Regions from separate parts of the Sus scrofa genome. Here region 1 is linked to region 2. A link is a contact called in public HiChIP or PLAC-seq data. All regions are on one chromosome and are shown on one strand. The core of a region is the stretch at or near the end of the contact, and the rest is flanking DNA. Distances in the headings are between cores, read along the strand shown.

The links. HiChIP or PLAC-seq counts read pairs in DNA pulled down with a chosen protein or histone mark.
Region 1: an H3K27ac HiChIP or PLAC-seq map of alveolar macrophages shows a contact between it and region 2. The contact joins two enhancer-like sites. A contact is called at or near these places in 1 of 5 promoter capture datasets (liver), 1 of 47 Hi-C or Micro-C datasets (skeletal muscle) and 1 of 2 datasets of contacts at active chromatin or transcription factors (alveolar macrophages).

The regions. Positions count from the first base shown.
Region 1 is chrX:26,501,070-26,505,384 of Sscrofa11.1, forward strand. All of the region lies in intron 4 of GK (glycerol kinase), which reads left to right. Among named protein-coding and RNA genes, the nearest start is that of GK, 33 kb to the left of the region's middle. Within about 2 kb of position 1,337, at least 2 of the 83 cell types and tissues checked have an H3K27ac peak or open chromatin away from gene starts, as enhancers often do. A contact at or near this core is called in alveolar macrophages, where this site is marked.
Region 2 is chrX:26,451,681-26,456,279 of Sscrofa11.1, forward strand. No RefSeq gene overlaps it. Among named protein-coding and RNA genes, the nearest start is that of GK, 17 kb to the right of the region's middle. Within about 2 kb of position 2,336, at least 2 of the 83 cell types and tissues checked have an H3K27ac peak or open chromatin away from gene starts, as enhancers often do. A contact at or near this core is called in alveolar macrophages, where this site is marked.

The DNA of each region.
Region 1 (4,315 bases), core at 87-2,586, 48 kb after region 2:
TTTTTAATTGCTTTTTATGGGACTTTTTTTATGGTTCAGGGGACCTTAATATGCATTCTGCTCACTCACCCCCAGTACAGTAGCAGAGAAGAGAATTTCAGGGGCCTATTAGTAGACCTGAAATAGGCTTGGTGAAGACTGAGAAAGGCTCTTTGTTCTTCCTTGCAATAAAGGTGTGTTTGTCAACTGACATGTTTTATAACGGTACACTTAAAAGAGTAGGAAGTGTTTTAATATTATCCATTGAGGCACAGATGGCCTGTTTTAGAAGTTTTGTCTTATTTTAGAATCTCTGTGTGGAGTTGCCATCATGGTTCAGTGGTTAACTAGTATCCATGAGTACACGGGTTCAATCCCTGGCCTCGATCAGTGGGTTAAGGATCCAGCATTGCTATGAGCTGTGGTGTAGGTTGCAGACACAGCTCAGATCCCAAGTTGCTGTGGCTGTGGTGTAGATCAGCAGCTGCAGTTCCAGTTGAACCCCTAGCCTAGGAACCTCCATATGCTGCAGGTGCCGTCCTAAAGAACAAAAGAAAAAAGGAATCTGTGTGTTAATTCTGTGGTGAGTGAGGTGCACATTGGTTTGGTATCTAAAATGGAGGTAAAATGCTTCCCTGCTTCCCTGTCACTATGCCATGACTCAGCCATTTGCCATGATGGCCTTGCAGCAGCAGCAGTTTTGTAGCCCTGGATCTGAAGCTGGCCTTTGACTTATCTTTTTTTTTTTTTTTTTTTTTTTTTTTGGCTGTGTCCACAGCATGCCAAAGTTCCTAGGCCAGGAATCAAACCCACAACAGCAGTAATCAGAGCCACAGCAGTGACAACCCCAGATCCTTAACCTACTGAGCTACCGGGGACTCCATTGCCTATCATCAGTTTTCTCTGTCCCTCTGGCACTTTTCTCACTTCCCCCTTAGCACTATCTTCATCAGTATTTTCCAAAGAATTCCCTCCACCCCACTCTCCCGCCATTTTTCTAAGCCATTTCTTTCCAAAACCAACTTTTGTTAATGGTCTACAGACTTTGCTGTCTTGCAAGTAGTATTGAGGAAAAGATTTGGGTTTACAAAGCTGATGAAGAAGCACAAAGCTATATAGGTGGTTCATTTGTCAAGTGGGAAAAGGCTTGAATCACTGATATTTAGTATGTTTATATGCACAGTTCACTGATGCTGCCAGTGGAACCTTCTGGTCAAACTAGGATAGCGCAACTGTTTTCCCACTTTTTGTCCAGGTTTCATCATTCACCATCGAAGTTGATTGGTGTGTGTGGCTAGCCTAGTGCAATATGACTGTCATCCTGGTAGCTTCCTGTAGAGCACAATTCATGATTGAATATGAAAATATTATTTGTAATAAGGACTAATACCCATGGAGGCAAGAGTCACTGATTTGAGACCTTTAGTATACTAAAGAAAACCACCAACAAAAATGATGTGTCTCTGAATCATTATTCCTTGTATAAATGGTATTGCAACATTTTTTCTGAGGTGTTGGATTTAAAGTTCTCTATGACACATTTTATGCAGAGCGTGGCAGTTTTAAACCTTGGTCATCCTCTTTATTTCCCTTTTTTTTTAAATTTTTACTCATAGTTAACCCTGGGCCAGTGATTAAGCCTGGATAGTCATATGTTGATCTGAAGGAAACTTAAGTTCAATCCATTTATCTTTTCTGAAACTGTTTTAGAATATTAGCATGGAAGAAAACCATAAGATGGCAAACCAACTAAAACACCTGAGCACACTTGGCCTTAAACAACAAAGATGTAGTTTTATTTTTATTGTTTTTCTTTGGAAAGGAGGATGTTTTTTACTTTTGTGAAACCTAGAGTATTCAGCTTTATCAATACCAACTTATTTTCAGAAGTTCTCTTGTGGTGCAGCAGGTTAAGGATCTGCACCTTAACTTAAATTTAACTTAAATTGCTGCACCTATGGTGCAGGTCACAACTTCAGAGCAGGTTTGATCGATCCCTGGCCCAGGAACTTCCACATGCCATGGGTGCAGCCAGAACAAATCAACAACAACAAAATAATCCACTTTCATTTTTTCACGTCTCTTACTACACATTTTCTTTCTTTCTTCTTCTTTTTTTTTTTTTTTTGGAAAGCCATACATCTAGTTAAAAAGAAACTGAAGTTCATATTTGAGGTATTTTTTTCATATCTAATTAAGACTGAATTCATCCTATCTGTACCTGTATCATGGAGGTTTAATTTTGGATTCGGACTCTGCGTTCAAATTCTGCCTTTTCCATTTGCTACCATTCTATGCCTATTCCCTTGACAGTGAAGCTGGAGAAATTTCAAGGGTGGACCTTAAAATCTTGAGCTGAAGTACAGTGAGTTAGTACATGCAGAGCACTGAAAACAGTGCCTGGCTGACTAGAAGGCTTCAGCGAGTATTCACAACATGGCCACTGTTCTGAATTGGCTGATAGCCTTTTTTAGTCCAGGATTGCCAGGTGAAATGACTGGTTTATATCCGATGGGTGTTCTTATGGAAAATGCAGAGCCTACCTGGGATCACGCACATTCATGTCAGCCATTGGCATTTTGGCAGTAATACACCTAAGAGCTCAAATAGGTTTCAGCCCCCACATTTTGACATACATGTTTTAATTCACCACCTCCCCAACACTCCATTTTCCTTCCGGCCCCATCTGATTTCTGAAAATGTCATTATGAGGGACCGTCGTCGATAGTTTCTTCCCCTTTGCAAGTGACGTCTTAACCAGATTAATTAGTAGCGTTACTTGGCTAATGGTAACACGCAGCAATTAAATCTGGTTTACTTGATTTAACATCTCTTGCAGGGCAAACCACTTTGTGTAACTGTCAACAGCGCTTGTGTGTTCTATAACCTGGGACCTTACCTTGATCTCACTTTTTGTCAGGCCAGTAGCACCTCACCACGAACCATCCAGAATACATGTGTTATTTGCCTTTGCTTCTAGTCAACTGAAAATAATACAGATTAGTGTGTTTGTTCATTTTTTGTAGCATACATTTTGATCTATTGTCGTGACTCAACAAAACTGATGCCAACTTTTAATATCCTAAAGATGATTTTTTTCCCCTCTATACTGTTCTTACATTACTAAACTAACCTTGGTCCATGGGCTTTGAGGCAACTGCATTTTTCTTCACACCTCAAAATTTGTTTTCCAGAATGAACTAAATTAAATTTATTTGATTACAAGTTCAGATAACCTCAGTTGTTTTTTTAAAACTATGCATTTGATGGTCCAAACCATTTACATCTAATGTATTTGTTCTATATAAGGGACATGTGTTCTAGAAACAGGCTGCATGGTGTTCTGGTCTCTATTTTCCTTCTCATGTTTTTCCAAATCACTGTGGAACTTAGGAATTCCCTGTTCTCTAGACACGTTGTTCCTCTTTGTAGAGATGGACTTCACCTCCTGCCACCCTTCCAGGGAAGTGCTTTATGGGAGCCGAGCCTTCCCCAAACAGCCCTCCTACGTCTTCCTGCAAGTGGCCCCAGCAGAGATTGTAGCAGACTCCTTAGCATTCCTTCCAGACGTCCCTTAGGGGACATGCTCACTCACTGCATCACGCAGCCTTCCAATTCAGTGGTTGGATGAGCAGTCAATAACCAGCTGAGCCACTCTCCTAACTGGGATGCAGATATGTGGCCAGGTAGGGGAGAGTCATCCTGAACAAGAAACAGGTATTTACCTGGTTTTTGTCCAAACAGAAATGCGATTGAACCAGAGACTGACCAGACTGCCTCTATTCCCCTCCTACTTCTCTTCTTTTTCTATACTCAAATGTGTAGAAAAATGTTCATTCCAGTGAACTTGCCCATGTAACCTACCACCTCCTAAATGGTCAGCAAGAGGACGCAGACCTTGGATCTGGCCATCTCTAGCATGAATTGCCCTTATTTTTCCTAATGCTCCAGCTGCTCGAGTTTCTCCTGGCCCTTCAGATCCAGTTGCCGTTGTTCTCTCTGGCTCTTCAGTTCCAGCTGCTGGCACTTCCTCAGGTATTGGTGCTCTGGCTCTTCTCACTTCCCTGCCTTCCGACTCAGATATGTTGGGGGAAATTGAAGACACATGGGTGGAAATTGACTGCTGCTGCTGGTTCTGGATCTGGTCCTTCTTTCAATTATCCTCAGAAATTACCTCCCAGTGGGGCTTAGTCCTCCAGCTTGGGCTCTTCTCTTTGGCTTTTGTTCTCTTATTCTGCAAATGTAATTCTGCCATCTTAGCTTCTTTAATGAGTTTTCTAATATTTTTGGTTCTTAATTCAATTAATTTTGAGTATTTGTGAATTGCTTGGTAGTG
Region 2 (4,599 bases), core at 1,086-3,585:
AAAAAATGTTACCCAGGATAACCAGCAAATTTTAAATCTAATTTTTTGTAAGGCCACACTTTGGCATATAGAAATTCTCGAGCCAGAGGTTGAATCCTGGCTGCAGCTGTGACCTATGCCACAGCTGTGGCAATGCCAGATCCTTTAACCCACTGTGTCAGGCCAGGGATCAAACCCACACCTCTATATCCACCTGAGCTGCTGCACTTGGATTCCTAAGCCACTGCCTCATGGCAGGAACTCCTGAATCTCATTGTTAACATAGAAAATGGGGTGTGATTTCCGAGGTTTCATCTAACACGAATATTCCATGATTCAAGGCTGTTAATTAGGGGAGCAATTTACATTTAATTTAAGGCTGCAGTATCCTTACTTGGTAATTGCAGTTTTCACATTTTACTGAGGGTGGCAATGCTGATCTCTGTAGAGACCAGAATTTTTGGAATTACACCTTCTTGTTAGATTTTACCCTTATTACCTCCTTAAATGTATACAGATACAAATATACATGCATATATATATGCACATGTATTTTTTGGCCATGTCCATAGCATGTGGAAGTTCCCAGGCCAGGGATCAAACTTTTCCCACAGTGGTGACCCAAGCTGCTGCAGTGACAACACTGGATCCTTAATCCACTGTGCCCCAAGAGAACTACCTGCACATGTATATTTTTAAGAGGAAATGAAGTAAATCTTTGTTTTGAGTTAGAATATAGTAATATCCTATTATTCTTTTAAAAAGTGCACCATTGGAAGTTGCCATTGTGGCACAGCAGAAACGAATCTGACTAGTATCCATGAGGATACAGGTTCCATCCCTGACCTCGCTCAGTAGATCAGGGACCTGGCGTTGCCAGGAGCTGTGGTGTAGTTTGCAGAAGACAGGGCTTGGATCCCAAGTTGCTGTGGCTGTGGTGTAGGCTGGCAGCTGTAGCTATGATTTGACCCCTAGCCTGAGAACTTCCATATGCTGCGGGTATGGCTGTAAAAAGCAAAAAAAAAAAAAAAAAAAAAAAAAAAAGATCACCATTGGGATGTCACTTGTACTGAGGTTAGAATTTCAGTCAGATGATTTGTGCAATTCTAAAATACTTCTTTACACTTGAATGTTATGACATTCTTGTTGGCTTCCATTACTGCATCCACATCCGTTCTTTAAGTAGGTTAGAGGTCATTCTTCACCTCCACCCTTTTTACTGTCTCGATGCAAGGCAGTATCAACCATCGAAAGTAGAGGAGAACGTAGGAAGGAATTAAGACCCTCTGGTTTGCCAACTAGATATTGCATTTTGTATACTTTATTAAGTAGAGTTAGTCTTGGGCAAAAACTATGTCATTTATCCTTCAGCTCCTGACTTTTCTTCTGCAGCGTCTCTTTGACCTTTTGCCCAGTTCCCTCCAATCAGGAGGAGCCAGATCTGAGAGGCAGAATATAGAGGAAAGAGCATGGATTTGGCATCAGAATATCCATGTTGTCACCCTTACTCTGCCACTTTGAATTCTGTCGATTTTGGGTTTATCATTTAAAGCGTGAGCCTGGTTTCCTCATTTATAAATTGCAGTGGATAATAGCTTATTGAAGGTTACCAGAAGATATGACACAATAGGTACATTTTTCTGTAATTAGTACATTTTGGTTATTAATTTACCAAGATCTAAAGATAAATATTTAATGTATTGATCCTTACAGCAATTTGAGAGTAATCCCAGGGTCTTTGCACATGCTGCTAACTCTGCTTGAATGATTTCTGCCCTTTACCTTCAGGATTCTGACTCTAGAAGGCTGGTTAGAGTTCCCTTCTTAGAGGGTCCATAATATTTATGCTTACTTTTATTTAGTCTTTACCACATGCTTCAATTCCCATTTATCTGTGTACATAGCCCTCTAGACTAACTAGTCTTTTGAGGGCAGAGACTTTGAGAACAAGAGTCTTTATAGGTCCAGGTAAAACATAGAACGTCCAATAGATAACTAACACAAAGAGAAGCGGAGGAAAAGAATGGATAAAATAAGCACAGGAAAAATCATTATACAAGGCTGACTGTGATCTGTTTTCTGGGAGTTAAAGTAAGAATGTGTCATATATTCTTGAGGAATCCATTTCATAGAAGAAATGGAATTGGAGAGAGGCCTTGAAGGATGGGAATAATTCAATAAGAAAAAATTGGAAAGACATCATCCTAGATGGCAAGAAGAGCACAGTCAATGGCACAGAATAGGGAAGGAGCAGGATATCTTTGGGGAACAGAAAGTGGCTCCTTGGCAGTAGTTAGAGTACACATGGGGAAGTTATGGGGGATGAGGCTGCAGAAATAAATAGGAGCTTCCTCTGAATTCAGAGATGAGGAAGTTTTAAAGAGTTTCCACTGCTCCTTGGCCAATGTCCATTTCTTCCCCTAAGTGCTCGGAACAAGCTCCTCCCCCATTTCTCCTAATGCTGACAGTCAGAGCACAGCCTCTTTTCCACCATTAGTACCTCGCTTGTATTGGGAGCCTCTTCTGGGGCTATCAGCGTAAACCCCTACTAATGATTTACTTTAATTGCCTCTTCTTCCTACCATCATTTTACACTAACTGGGTCTTCTGACTTCATTACCCTGATATCTACTCCTTAAAAAACCAAATTTATGGGTATGAGCCTGCTCTGAATTTTTTTATTTTGTCTTTTTAGGGCTGCACCTGTGGCAGATAGAGGTTCCCAGGCTAGGGTTCCAATTGGAGCTGAAACCGCTGGCCTACACCACAGCCATAGCAACAAGGGATCCAAGCTGTGTCTGAGACCTACACCACAGCTCATGGCAGCACCAGATCCCCAACCTACTAAGCCAGGCCAGGGATTGAACCCACATCTTTATATATGCTAGTCAAGTTTGTTAACTGCTGAGCCATGACAGGAACTCCCTGAATTTTTTTTTAATTTTAATATAATTTTTCACATGATCCACACATGACACATTAAGAACCAGACAAAGTAGATCATGATAATCTATGGCTGCAAGTTGGGGGCTGGATACAGTGGATGCACAAGAGAGAAAAAGCGTTGCGAGTTATCAGAATTAGTCCACGTTGGGTTTTTTTTTTTTTTCCTTGCCAGGCCTTGAGGACCTTCAATAATAACCTTTCATCTCAGGCCCTAGCCAAGCCTGACCAAAGCAGACTTTCTGGGGCCTGAATAGTCTTGTGCTATTAGCTTTGGGCCAGTGCTTGCTGTTATGCTGCCAGCTTGACTCTGATGGTTCTATGTTGGTCACACATATTTCTCTATATATCTTTGTTGCTTTCCTGATGTGCACGGCCATTTTCCCATTAGCTCTGCCCTGAACAACCTGGCTGGCCCTCACCTGTAGTGCCATGTCATGGCCCAGAGATTGCACCTATGGTACCATATTGAATTTCCTAGAATAATAGTATTGATCCAGAGCAAGCCCATATGTACCATATCCCTATGTCCTTTTGGCTGCTGATAATCTTAGAAGCCATCCTTCTAGACAAGTTAGTTCCTCTAGCCCCAGACCCATCTCTTCCTGATCTTCACCTTTAGCCACCACCACTACCATCTCTGCTGTTCCAAAGATACACAGATCAAGGACATAAAGATGGGAAAGTGGATAAGGTTGCATTACTAACCCCAATTTTTCAGCTCTATCTGCAAGCAGACACTTGTCATGGTCTCCTCATGGGTGGAATGGATTTCCCTACCCCTTGACTTTGGGCTTGGCCATGTACCTTGTATGGATAAATGATATCTGTGTGGAAGTGCCAGTATGACAGTTTCAAGCTTAGGCCTTAATAGGCCTTGCACATTTCCATTTGTTCTCTTGCACTTTTGCCATCACCATGAGATAAACATGCCTAAGAACAAGCAATCATACTAAACCAAGGAAGAAAATAATAAACATGGAGCAGAGTCATCATAGCCAATACACAACCAGCAGTGAGGAAAAGCATCACCCTTGCTGCCACAGCCTGAAACACAGTGTCCTGTGTCACCCATGCTGACTAGATCAGGGTGATCACTTGATAAAAGGGAAGTTTACTTATAAGCAGCAGGAATTGAGTTGAGCTAATCAATTTTTGAGGGTTTGTATTTGAAGAAGATTATAATTAATAAGGGATGGAGTCCTCTAGACTTGCAGACTGGGGTGTCATTTGGAGCTCTGTGGAACTTGCTAAATAATCAGAGAAAGCGAGCCTTCGAAATTAAGTAGGGGAGTTCCCGTCGTGGCGCAGTGGTTAACGAATCTGACTAGGAACCATGAGGTTGCGGGTTCGGTCCCTGCCCTTGCTCAGTGGGTTAACGATCCGGCGTTGCCGTGAGCTGTGGTTAGGTTGCAGACGCGGCTCGGATCCCGCGTTGCTGTGGCTCTGGTGTAGGCCGGTGGCTACAGCTCCGATTCAACCCCTAGCCTGGGAACCTCCATATGCCACGGGAGCAGCCCAAGAAATAGCAACAACAACAACAACAAAAGACAAAAAAGAAAAAAAAAAGAAATTAAGTAGGAAAACAGGACAGATGCTCAAAGAGTTGCTGAGAGGAGTCCCAGAGAGACAAAAAAAAAAATGATTAGCGTAAACTCAGTTCTCAGAGTCTTCCAG